2 separate regions of the Hordeum vulgare genome follow, and region 2 is linked to region 1. Evidence: chromatin contacts called from public Hi-C data. All regions are on one chromosome and are shown on one strand. The core of a region is the stretch at or near the end of the contact, and the rest is flanking DNA. Distances in the headings are between cores, read along the strand shown. Region 1 holds the start of LOC123445416. Region 2 holds the start of LOC123445417 (nascent polypeptide-associated complex subunit alpha-like protein 1).

The links. Hi-C and Micro-C count contacts between places; a contact is called where the count stands out from the background.
Region 2: a Hi-C map of seedling shows a contact between it and region 1, with 4 times the contacts expected there. The contact joins the promoter of LOC123445417 here to the promoter of LOC123445416 in region 1. A contact is called at or near these places in 4 of 6 Hi-C or Micro-C datasets (leaf and seedling).

The regions. Positions count from the first base shown.
Region 1 is chr3H:590,116,012-590,122,644 of MorexV3_pseudomolecules_assembly, forward strand. LOC123445416 reads right to left here and starts at 4,165. Exons shown (of 5, transcript XM_045122402.1): 1 at 3,603-4,165; 2 at 2,700-2,809; 3 at 2,246-2,617; 4 at 766-1,450; 5 at 1-26. The coding sequence starts at 3,831.
Region 2 is chr3H:590,289,546-590,296,178 of MorexV3_pseudomolecules_assembly, forward strand. It overlaps LOC123445417 (nascent polypeptide-associated complex subunit alpha-like protein 1), which reads left to right and starts at 2,938. Exons shown (of 4, transcript XM_045122403.1): 1 at 2,938-3,149; 2 at 4,369-4,456; 3 at 5,428-5,552; 4 at 5,647-6,270. The coding sequence starts at 3,087. The coding sequence ends at 5,982.

The DNA of each region.
Region 1 (6,633 bases), core at 2,915-5,414:
ACAGGAGAGCCTCCGGCTAGCATTAGCTGCAGAGTGTAGGTCAATGGAGCACGATAGTTAGTGAAAGCCAGGACATCATTTCTTCGAAGAACAAAATGTTACATGAGGTAGACATGCAAGAAACAAAAGACTGCTTGATCGGCCGGAAAATATACTCTAGGCTAGATAGGACAGTGGCATCTTAACAGAATTATCAATAGCTGGATACAAAGTACCCATCCATAGCTATCCAAGAAAAATACCCATTAATAAACTTACTAAAGAAGCTAACCATAAATGGCATAGTAGGTCAAACAGACTTCAAAATGTGCAGACATTACAAATGGAAAGCCGAAATCTAGAAAATTGTTCAATTGGACTGTTATCTTTGCTGTAGGTTATCATGAAATCATTAAATTCATCTCAACAAATTGTGAGCTCATCTTGGAACTCAAATTACCTAACAGAGTACAAACGAGCGAGGAATATATCAACAGAAAGAAAGCCTTGGGAAAAATTGATCCAACTTATCAGTTGGGCACTAAGATCAATACTGATAAGTTACCAACCAAATGAAGAGGATTTTTGTATTATCCACAGGAGCAGAAAATATGACTAGAACTAAAACTTGGATGAAGCGTCAATATCCTCCTCCGAGTATGTATCGGCCAAATAGTTATGCATTTAGACAATGTTTTACTTGCTTTGCCTGTACTTTACAACGAGTCTTTTAGAAATAAAAATCACAGACAATTACGGGAAAATAAAGCGGGGAAAAGAACTCACATGAATGTGGTGCAGGGGCCACAGACATTCCAGCAGGACGGGTTCCTGTTGCACGCTCACTTGGAGGGTGTGCATGACTAAAAGAAACAGTGGGCAAAGGCGGCTCCGGAAGAACTGGAGGGGACGGAACGGGAGATCTACTGTGCATATTAGGATCACGTGGAGGATGACGAACAGAAGGTGATAATGGGTGAGGTGGTGAAGCGGCAGGATGAGTAGAACGGTGATCATTGGCTACAGGCTCGGCAGCTGGCGCCACAGGAACCCTGTTCTTTGCCTTGTTGCCATATGGACATCCAGATGGAGGTGGAGCAACATATCTGGGTGTATGTATCGGGACAGGAGCAGGAGCCAAATGCCTGTTGCTTTCATGACCATGGTGATGGTGATGATGGCCATGATGACCATGATGTTGGATTGGTGCTTGACTAGGTGCATCAGAACTGCCTCTGCTATGTAAAGAACGATTAAGATAGGAGGAAAGGCTTATCTGCTTTACTCTGCCAAATACGGTATGGTTCAGACCAAGGTTCCCTTTAGATGAATTAGTAATTGTTTGGGCCAACTGCTTCATCCTTGGTACAGATGGCTGGTGATTCCCAACAACACGAACAATGTAGGTCTCAACAATAGTTGGAGGAAGAATTGTTGATCCATTCAAATTCCCCAATTTGATATAAAGATTCTGCAATGCACAATATCACAAATTCAATTGAGGAAGAAAAAGCAGGTAATGTAAGTTACCACACACCAACTTTTTGCACAATAAAACTTCTGATATAAATAGATGCCCCAGGCTCCCAGCTCTATTCTTTTTTCCAGATTCTGTCTACTAGAATGGGACAAAAGAATGGGAGAAATGCATTCGAAGATTAGACAATGAGATAACTTGTGTTAAGCTCAGAAACATAGACTTGCTAGCATGTGTTTTTTAGAACACTATGGTACAGAACTAAGCATAACAACCAGTTTTCAAATCACGTGAAGCTTGCTAAATACTTTGGGATGATAAATACTCCCTCCGTTCCTAAATATAAGTCTTTTAAGAGATTCCACTAGGAGTCTACATACGGAGTAAAATGAGTGAATCTATAATCTAAAATATGTCTATATACATCCGTATGTAGTCAATTAGTGGAATCTCTAAAAAGACTTATATTTAGGAACGGAGGGAGTATATCGCACAACCCTATAGTTCTACTGCATGAAAGCGCTCTCATACTCATGTGACTACATTTGCACGCATGCTCTGCAAAGTAATATGAGCAAAAGATACCAATGTCCTTGCATGATCCGAGAAATCAAAAACAGAATGCAAGATATCACACATCTAAAATGTTGTATGCGTGGATTGTATTATAAACAGATGTAAATGCAAGAACTACATAAAGAAACAAGCAAATACCTAAATCCTTCAGAAAAAAACAAAACAAGGATTGTGATGGACAGAGAAGGAACAGGACCAGAAGCAAGCACTAACCTCATTAGAATTGAGTAGTAGTCCTGTCTTCATTTGATCCTTTAATTCATCAGTTCTGTCTTGCACTTTGTAGATTGGGAAATTCAGAGTAAAATTAAAAGTTGCATGGAGTGTTTCAGGAGGAAAAGCGTGTTGCGGAGGAATTATTGTTATTCCTCCAGGGAATTTAAGCACTTCAAAGGATGATGAATTCCCAAACAGGGACTTGGTCAAGTGGAGTGTTGACTGCCGCACAACCAAGGACATAAAAGATGCCCTAATAATGCTCAACCATGTTGATGATATAGTCAAGTTCTTTGGATAGGGCACAATGCTGAAGATGACATTTGTCCAGTTCGATCCACCTAATGGATGTAGGAAATCCACAACCACCTGTGTATGCATTCAAGCATCAGTCAACCCTCGTGGAAGAAGACATCAACAGAAGTGAAATAAAAGATGTGGTGGGGCATACAATGGAGTTAGGGACGCCGACTTCCGCATAGATGTCCAATGCGAGCTTAGACATGTTTCCTGTGAGCTCGGAAACATTCTTCTGCAGCCTAAAACTTGCCACTATATCACCTGGAAAAACATAGTTTCATCAGACACATGGTATACAACAATAGATCTAGTATAGTACTCTTATACACGATAAAACAAAGAACGGTGATCGACGCAATTGCCTAAACTAATTTGTAAAAACTGGAAACCGCAAAGCTCCAATAGTGATACTCTAGTAAATTATGCTCAAAGTTCTTGCTTTAGACAGTTGAAAAGGATACATACATCGTTTGGGAATCAATAATACCTAAAATTCATGGACAGACACGCATCATTTGGGAATAGATAACACCTAAAATTACTGCTCAATCCTTTGTAACAGCTGTTGCAACAGCACGAAACAGGAAGTGACAGCAACTCCATCACTTTTAGCAGCTCAAGTAGCTTTCACCGCTGATAATTCTACAGCCAGATGAAAAAACAACTATGTCGACTAACAAGGGTACAAAATCACGGTGGACAAGCACGCAAAATCAAAACCAGTACTACATCACTGGCATCAAACCGGATCGGTCGGTCGAAGCGTTTGGGCGTCAACCATCCATACCGAGCGTAGCAAACTCATCTCAGGCAGCCTAGTCAATTTCCGAAAGTAGCACCGACAGACGCCTAAGCAGCGGGGATCAAGCAAGCAGCCGCACCGCACGCGACCAGAACTAGCAGGCGAGGCTAACAGGTGACGGTAGCGGTGAGCGGAGTAGTTTTCCCCCACGGCGGATCGATTCGAAAATCCCCACCGACAGCGGTCCGTACAGCCAGATCCACTAGCGTCGGCGAGATCTGGCAATGCCGGTGGATCCGGACAGCGAGTCACCTGCGAAGAGATCCGGCGCGTCGGCGCGCCCCCTCCCGCCGCGGCCCGTGGCGAAGGGCGGCAGCCAGAAGAGCGCGGAGAGCAGCACGGCCGCGCCGAGCACGAGCGCCGCCACGCATTGCAGCCGCACCGCCCCTTTCCCCCCGCAGCGGCCGCTACCTTGGGCGCCGCCTCCGCCGTCGCCCCCGTCGGGCGGGCGCTGGCGCTGGTCCCCGGCCTCCTTCCCCATCCGCCCGTGGCGCGATCTCACGCATCGCCGCCCGCCGCCGCCCTCGCCGACGAGAGGAGGGACATTGCCTGCCGGGTGCCTCGGTGGTTGGCTGCTGCCTGGTCCGCGGCGGCCGTCGCTGGGTTGCTTAAGGAGGAGGCGATGGGATGGTGGGCGAGGAAGGTGGGAGAAAGTGAGAGGTAAACCGCAGCGGGGCGAGGTGAATCGGAGGAGAGGAGCGCTGCTGCTGCTGCTGCTGCTGCTGGTGGGCGAGCGACTTTACTCCCTCGCTCGCTACGGTACGGTGAGCTGCGGGTTAGCTCAGCTCAGTGGGGCGTGACTAGTGGTGCCCAAAGCGGGGCGATCGGATCGGATTGTTATCAGTGTGCTTTGCGCCGGCTAATTGTAATTGTAATTGTAATTGTAATCGTGCGCGCTTTTGGAGGTGCTTTTCTTGTGTGGTGGGCTTTTGTAGCCCGGTTTTTGGTTGCCTCCGTTTTGTTTCCTTCTGGGGTTTCCGCTGCGGATGGTTTGGGTTGCAGAATTTGAATCCCTATAGAGGAGGTGTTATAGAGGAGGTGTGGGGAGGATGATGGATCTTGTGTGGTCGATGGAGTTGTGCTCATTTGACGTGTGAGGGATGTGGACGATGTTTAGGTGCAGTGTGGCTGTCGACTTAACGTGCATGCCACTGTTCTTACATTCCATGGTAGCATCACAGTTTTTAGACCAAGAAATTTAGATTTGTCGTGGGTGTTCTTAACGTGCGACCAATATATAAATTTAGATTTTTCTTTTTGAGAAATCGTAGAAATATAGATGAAAGGTCGGAGAAGGAGGGGGCGGGCGACGAGGCTTTGGCATTTCTGGCCGGTACCTCCAAGGGTTGGCAGGGGTTCAGACGGATAATGTCACTAGCCCTTCATGCCATTGGGCATTTGGTGAAAAAAGTATCGACAATGACAAACGGAGAAGAAGACATGTTTATCTTTATCAAAAAAGGATCCATATTCGAAGGAAAGTGCGATTTTTTTTACAAAGTGAAATGCATCTTGCCTCTTTTTTGATTTTCCCGTATTGAAGGGTCCATATTCCGACGCAAGTGCGGATTGTTTTGACAAAGTGAAATGCATATCACCTCCTTTTTTATTTCTGCGTGCCACTCTTTCGCTCGGGAGTACTCTCGGCAGATCCCCATCTTCTCTTCATTCGTGAGTACATTAGTGTCGCGCCCGCCTTCCCTCCAGGCTAATACTTGCACCTTGACAGTGGCTATTCCTCATACGATTTTTCCGAGACGATGTGTTTTCATATGCCTCCTATTCTTATTTCGTAACGGATCAATTGACTCGACCCCATTGTTTTAACTTCAGTGCTCTCTAGCTTGAGCGCCTCGACCATATATGTGTTTGTGTGGCTGCTAGTACTATCTTGTAACATAGTAAGAGGCTACAAGTAGACACCCGAGAGGAGTGTACCTTTTATATATATGGGGCGGTCATGCTAACACCAAGGAAGCTTGGTACTACCTCCGTCCCGGTGTATAAGTCATTCGCGTAGTTCTAGGTTGACAATTTAACTATCTAAACATGTATCGTATGTGATAAAAAATATATATTTAAAAACTACATCCGCGTAAAAATCTAGTGATATACTTTTCATGACATATAACACATATTTAATTCATCAAACAACGATCTAGAACTACGCGAATGACTTATACACCGGGACGGAGGGAGTAAGTGCATTAGCTATCCATCTATTAATGTTGTGACCAAGTCATTCAGCCTACTTCGTACTTGAGACTGTACTCGTTGGTGGACGAGCTAATGGTAATACTCTCCAGTTTGATGTGGCTTATCTTAGTGGGGCCTGACTAGTGGGCAAAGGAACGATCTGCTCGGGTTATCATTTGCTTTGTGCCGGTGTTAGAGTGGGCTAATTGTTTGCTCTTTTGGTGATTTTCTTCTCTCGAGAGCTTTGACCCCTATAGGTTTTGGTTGGATTCGTTTTGTTTCTTCTGCTTGATCTGGGTTTTTGGTTGCAAATGGTTGAACTTTGGAGAATTTGAATTTTGGATTGGGCAAAGTTGTAAGGAGTAGGAAGGAGGATCTGGTTTGGTCGATGGATTTGTGATTACTTTGAGTTGTGAGTGGTGTGGGTGATGTTAGGTGGCGTGTGGCTATCGACTTAATGTGCATGCCATTGTTCTTGCATTCCATCGTAGTATTTGGACAAAGAAGTAGTGTAGTTTGGTTCTTCTAAGTTTATTTTTATCTTATGAAATCTAAAGACCATATCCCCATATAATTGCTTTTCAGTTCTATGGCTCGGTCATTCCCGTTACGGGTGTATAGGCATCATAGTCTATTTATTATTATCGTCGGATGTGGCAGTCCTACACAGCCTGTGTGCGGTTTTTATCTTAGTTTGCTTTCAATTTTAGAACTTAAGACCTTGATTACTTATTCTTTTTAATAAAATGGTTGCATGCATCAATTGATGTAGAGGCTAGGGACGAGTGACTTTCCTCGCTGGTGGACGGGTAAACGGTACAGCTCCACCTAGTACGATTGGAGTAGTACTGCTGGGTTAGCTTAGTCGGACGTGACTATTTGGCAAAGTGGGCGATGGGATCAGATTATCGTTTGCTTTGCGCCGGCGTGAGTGCGGGGTTGGTTCCGTTTTGTTTTCTGCTGGCTCGTCTGGGTTTTTGGTTGTGGATGGTTTGATTTGGAGAATTTTAGTTCCGGATGGGGGCAAAGGTGTAGGGGTAGGGATGGAGGATCCCGTGTGGTCGATGGATTTGTCGTCAGTTGATTT
Region 2 (6,633 bases), core at 1,688-4,187, 170 kb after region 1:
GAAGATCTTATCGTTTGAACCTCAGTGCCAAGGATTCGTATAATCCCGTATGTCATTCCCTTTGTCCTTCGGTATGTTACTTGCCCGAGATTCGATCGTCAGTATCCGTATACCTATTTCAACCTCGTTTACCGGCAAGTCTCTTTACTCGTTCCGTAATACAAGATCCCGCAACTTACACTAAGTTACATTGCTTGCAAGGCTTGTGTGTGATGTTGCATTACCGAGTGGGCCCCGAGATACCTCTCCGTCACACGGAGTGACAAATCCCAGTCTTGATCCATACTAACTCAACTAACACCTTCGGAGATACCTGTAGAGCATCTTTATAGTCACCCAGTTACGTTGCGACGTTTGATACACACAAAGCATTCCTCCGGTGTCAGTGAGTTATATGACCTCATGGTCATAGGAATAAATACTTGACACGCAGAAAACAGTAGCAACAAAATGACACGATCAACATGCTACGTCTATTAGTTTGGGTCTAGTCCATCACGTGATTCTCCCAATGACGTGATCCAGTTATCAAGTGACAACACTTGCCTATGGCCAGGAAACCTTGACCATCTTTGATCAACGAGCTAGTCAACTAGAGGCTTACTAGGGACGGTGTTTTGTCTATGTATCCACACAAGTATTGTGTTTCCAATCAATACAATTATAGCATGGATAATAAACGATTATCATGAACTAAGAAATATAATAATAACTAATTTATTATTGCCTCTAGGGCATATTTCCAACAGGGGGATCAATCCAAGGAAGAAATCACCAGATCTGAAGGAGATGGGGGAGGGGATTAGGGATTCGAAGAGAGCCAGCCGCCGCCGTTGCAGTTTCTGTTTGAATGAGGGAGGGGAATGGGGAGGGGGTGGGGAGGGGGCTGGCCCGTGGCCAGTTAAGTCAATGTGTGGCGCCTAAGCGTTAGGCGCCACACATTACAATGTGTGACGCCTGAGGCTTAGGCGTCACACGACCTGGGGGATGGGCCCTCCCTGCCAGGTGGTCGGGGTGTGTGGCGCCGAAGGGCTAGGCGTCACACAGTGTAGTGTGGCGCCTACTTGTCGGGCGCCACACAAAAGGGTCAGGCGGGTGAAATATTTTCCCCGAGGGGTCACTCCGTGAGTTCTTTCCCCCCAGGGGTCATTTTTGTCAATTTTGCCACATGAGCATCTCTCCTTCCTTATTTACAATTTTATGGTTTAGCTTTTTTATTTCTGGTTTAGGCTCTTATATACCATATTTAACTAATTTCTCATAAATTTAGTCCTTACGGATTCTTCTCCTTTTAACTTCTTCCTTATTTTATACTTGCACCATAAAAAAAATTGTGATTCCTAGTCGATCCTTTGAACGTAACACTCCACAAACAAGATATACCCACATGGAAGCCCCTCTCCCTCTTCTTCTTCTTCTTCTTCATATTTCTTTTTCCAACACATGCCTATATTTTTCATACACACCGTACATTTTTTCTTTTACATTTTCTCGGTCTTTACCCACGTCTAACATTTTTTAAATATGTGATTAACTTTCTTTCTAATGTACGTTTGATGTCCATTTTTTTCATACACGTTGCCAATTTTTTATATGTATAAAGCATTTTTATAAATGTTTCAGATTTTTCCAAATACATGTTTAACATTTTTCCATAAAAATATTTCAATCATTTGTTTTCAAATACCTGTTTTTATTAATACATGGTGGAACATTTTTTAATGATAATACCATTTTTTCTGAACTATGCAAACATTTTTTATGTTGTACACACATTTTTTTAAAAACTTCCTCGAACACGATTTTGAAACTTGAGAACATTACATTTAATAAATTTTTCACACGTTTCTGTTTTGCGGGGAAAATGAAACTTGTGAACATCTTTGTAATGTAAAGGAAAGAAATTTCTGAACATTTAAAAAAAATATAACATACTGTTTTAATTGTACAAATCCATTTTTTGAATTATACCAACATATTTTGTACAATGTATAAACCTATTTCGTACACACGATTGCATTTTTCATACACAAGGCTAACATTTCTACTATTTTTTATCGACGGTTGTACATTTTTGGTATACATCAAAAACATTTTATATGCATGTTTAACATTTGTAATATGCAAGATTAACAGTTTTTCGTATTTTGTGTAAAGTGTTTTTTTGTACGGATTTGCTAAAACACATCTAGACGTTATGGTTCAACACATGCTAATCAAGGGCCGCGTGTGGCCCTCACACGGTGTTCACCATTTGATGACGCTGTTTTTGCAAAGTCATTGAGTACCGAACTTCCGGGCGCCACCGACTTGAAGTGTTCTCCAAGGTGTGGTCTCATCTCCTCAGTCCCGTTTGGGATCATCTCCAGTGATTTCAGTTAGGAAGGAGAAGGGCGTGGAGGAGCCAATCATGCGGCAAAGGAAAGCTATGATTTCATTCAGATTGTTCAATTTATTAGTTGATTTAGAGGTGGGAAATGATGTCTAGCTCATGATGATCGGTCAACGGGAGTCAGAAAAGCCGGTACAAAAAAAAACAAAAAACGAGAAAGTGCGGTCCGATAGGCAAAATAAGTCGGCGGTGGCAAAGGAGAGATGCGAGGGGCGGAACCCTGGAGGCTAGGAAGCGAACGACCAACTTCCTTCCAACAGTAGAGGTATCTTAGCAGTCGTCACACAATGTCAAACCATCAAGGTCCCTTTTTTTTTCCGGAACAAGAAGAGGTACTTTTCTTCAGTGGAGAAGAGAAAAAAAAGAGGCAGTATGCAAGTCGATTTTTTTTTTCTGTTTTTTGATTTTATTTTTTGAGAAAAATCGATTTGATTTTTTTAGACAAAGGGAAAAAATGATTTGATAATCGGGCAGGATTGGACCCATGTATCCTACGGCCCAAACGGCACGGTCTTGGCCCAGTCTACACCCACGGGCACGGAGGAAGGCCACCGACCGGAGGGCAGAAAATCCCCACACGAGTCGGTCTCCTCTCCTCTCCTCTCTTCCTCCTCCCGTCGCACTCTCTTCGCTCCTCCCAAATCCCTCCTAGCTAGGGTTTTACCCCCGCCCCGCCGCGCCGCGCCCGCTGACCATGACGGCCGCCGACCTGCAGGCGGAGCTGCTCCGCGCCCAGCTCGAGGAGCATGACGTCGAGGTGATCGATCCTCCCTCCATTCCGACCCTCTCCCTCCGATTCGGTGCCGCGTCGGCCAAAAATCCACGCCCCTCGTGCTTGTTCGCCCCCCGGATCGGCGCGTTCCCGTTGCGGCGGTGGCGTTAGGGCGCTAGATCTCGTCCGTCCATGTCGCCTAGGTCGTGGCCAGCAGCCTGAGGGCACATGTAGGGCGTTTGATTTTTCGCGGGGGAGCGGGCGAGGCCTCGGGCCCCTCCATGACCCTCCACCATGATAGCTCAAGGCGTGGTATTTTTTCTCTTCATTCATGTGAGGAAATCGTGCTTGCTCGTGCATCTAGTAGGAGTTCAGTTTCAGAGGAGGTTGGTAATGCCAGTATATCCTTTGGTCTTTGCTGTTAGGGGGCTTGTGGTCCGTCTGTGATTTGTTTGTCAGTTGCCCCTCTTATGTATGTACGGTTTGTGGTTACACTTTCTGACAGAACTGTACTGCTGCAAATCGAAATGCTGCTGCTTTGTCTTGTGGATGCAAATCTCAGAGGAATTTTAAGCGAGCATGGATAAATCACTCACCTTTGGTGGTTGCTACAGTAGGAATGCGACTGCATTTGTTAATTAGCTTTGGAAGTCAGTTGTGACCGAAGTATAATGTTTGTATTTAATTAGCTTTGAAGTTAATTAGGGTTTGTGGTTGCCCTTTCTGAGAGATCTGTACTGCCGCAAACTGAAATGCTGCTGCTTTGTCTTGTGGATGCAAGTCTGAGAGGAATTTCAAGCGAGCATTGATAAATCAGTCACCATTGGTGGTTGCTACAGTAGAAATGTGCCTTCTGTTTGTTAATTAGCTTTGAAAGTCAGTTGTGATCTATGTATCATGTGTGTAATTGTGTGTGCTTATGTGATGCATGGCATCTTGTCCTGTACCAACAATATAATTTTGTGAGCATAGCTTCTGTTGTCAATGCAGACAACTGTTCCTTGTTATGTACATACTCTACATTTTTTGCTTTTGGAGTCTCATTTCTGTTTATCTTGTGCTGATGCTACTTAGTATGTATGTACTCACATCTTCATGCTGGAAGGATAATAACTGTGGGTAGACTATTTACCGTTGTTTCATTTCTGCATATGGCTAACTCTGCTTCCCCCCCTCTGCATGTCCCCTGTTCGGAGGCAGTGCTGCTTAGTGCTTAATAGTTATGATGTTCAAGTAATATGACATTTCTAATGCATACTCCCAGGGAGATGAGCCTATCATTGAGGATGATGATGACGACGATGAAGACGATGATGAGGATGAGGATGAAAAAGATGACGATGACGTTGAGGGTATGATGAAATTCTCTAGCTCCCTCTGTTCAGTTCAAATAGCCATTTAGTTACAGATAAGCCTATTTCTTTTTGTAATGCTGCCTTCTAAGTTCCAACAATAAATTTAAACAAGTTAAGTTATTGCCCATACCCAAATTATAAATTAAACGTTGCTTATTCAACTCCTGAATCAATGGATTATTTTGTTTTTATTGGGCTAGATTCTGGCATTGAGATAATTAGGAAATTGTTATCTGATCTGTTCCTCAATGATACAAACTCCGTATTTACCTATTTTGGTTCACTTTGACCTGTTTTTATTTTTAAAAATTAGACACTGACCAGTTTGTACTCTCTAATAGTCTGTTCTTTCCGTACCATTGCTATACCTTTCTGGTTTCTGTTCTCAATTCTTTGGAACCGTATTATGTATTCATATTCACTTATTCCTGAATTATTCAGCACTGCTTATTTACACTACTTTTAGTTTTCTGTACTGCCTGCCATTTGTATATAATATTCACCTCTGTACTGAGGTGGCACCTTGTATCAATTTCAACCTGCATTAACATGTACATGAATGTTCAGCTATAGCATTTAGTTTGATAGAAGCAAATCGCGAATGTAAAATCTTGCTTTTGCAAGTATAATCTTGGTCGGTGATCCATTTCAATGGATTTAGTATGAAGTGATGCTGGAATTTCCATTAACCATTATGCGAGTAGCTAATCCTTTGTACCTACCTTACCCTAACAGGGATATCTTGTTCAAAAATTAAAACTTGATAAAGGATACCAAGAAGACATGATCAGTCACGTTTTCTGTTCCGTCTTGCTTGAGAGAAGTTGTGTTGTATGAATGTTACACTTGCCATTTCCTATGATTACATATAATAATCCATGAAGTGAACTATGTCTAAGTTGTAGAATTCTGGTCTTGTGCAAAATGTTGAAAATCTGGCATTTTGCATCTGTGCTTTCTGGGTCTAGGAGGTGATGCTAGTGGAAGATCTAGGCAGAGTAGGAGTGAGAAGAAGAGCAGGAAAGCCATGGAGAAGCTTGGCATGAAGGCCATTACTGGTGTGAGCCGTGTAACTATCAAGAAGAACAAGAGCGTGAGCATCTTGACCACTTCAGGCCGTTGTTCCCTGTGGCATAATTATATGCTGTTGGTTGTTGCATTTTCGTAACTTCTCCACACAATTGCAGGTTATGTTTGTCCTCTCCAAGCCAGATGTTTTCAAGAGCTCAAACTCAGATACCTACGTCATGTTTGGGGAGGCCAAGATCGAGGACCTGAGCACTCAGCTGCATTCACAAGCGGCGGAGCAGTTCAAGGCGCCGGGCCCGAGCGGCGTCATCTCGAAGGGCAGGCCGGCCATGGCAGCAGCCCAGGACGACGAGGAGGTCGATGAGACCGGCGTCGACAAGAAGGACATTGAGCTCGTGATGGCGCAGGCCTCCGTTCCGAGATCCAGGGCTGTGAAGGCGCTCAAGGCTGCGGATGGTGACATCGTCAGTGCCATCATGGAGTTGACTAACTAGGTAGTGCCCGTAGGTGGAATCGTGTCCTGATAATAGGGTCTTGGATTGCAAAGCAGTCTTTTGGTCATGTCATCTTGAATGTTGCAGTTGCGGAATTGGAGGTTCTATGTCTGTTGAAACTAGTATTGGGATGTCTGCTGAAACTAGTATTGGGATGTAGGTTTCGTAGGCGTTTTAGACATGTGATGATCAGCAAACTGCTTTCTCTTGTGGCATCTTGTGGGAGAATCTGAATCGGCTGCACTAAATTTTGCTACAACTGCATGTCAATCTGTGTTTGAGGCAATATGTCATTCTAGTCAGCTTTCGAATTTTATTCTGAACTGCAGCCATTTTGTTTGGCCACATGGATGAAAACAAGTGGTTTCCATCTTGTGAAGCAGTTTGCCTGCTAGGATTTGCTGTCCTTGACAAGATGTGGCATATGTTTGGATCTTGGCCAAATTACATCTTATCAAAGTTCTATGCTATGACCAAAACATGGAGTTGTCAATGGATGGTTGCCAGGTTTTTATCATAACAATACCTTTTTGTCAACTCTAATTTGTGTTTCTACCAATGCTCTAACTTAGCGGGTAACAAAATTTGGTATGGCAAATTAGTGATTGTACTACTTACTGAGAAAAAAGGGATAATATTTCTTTTAGAGAA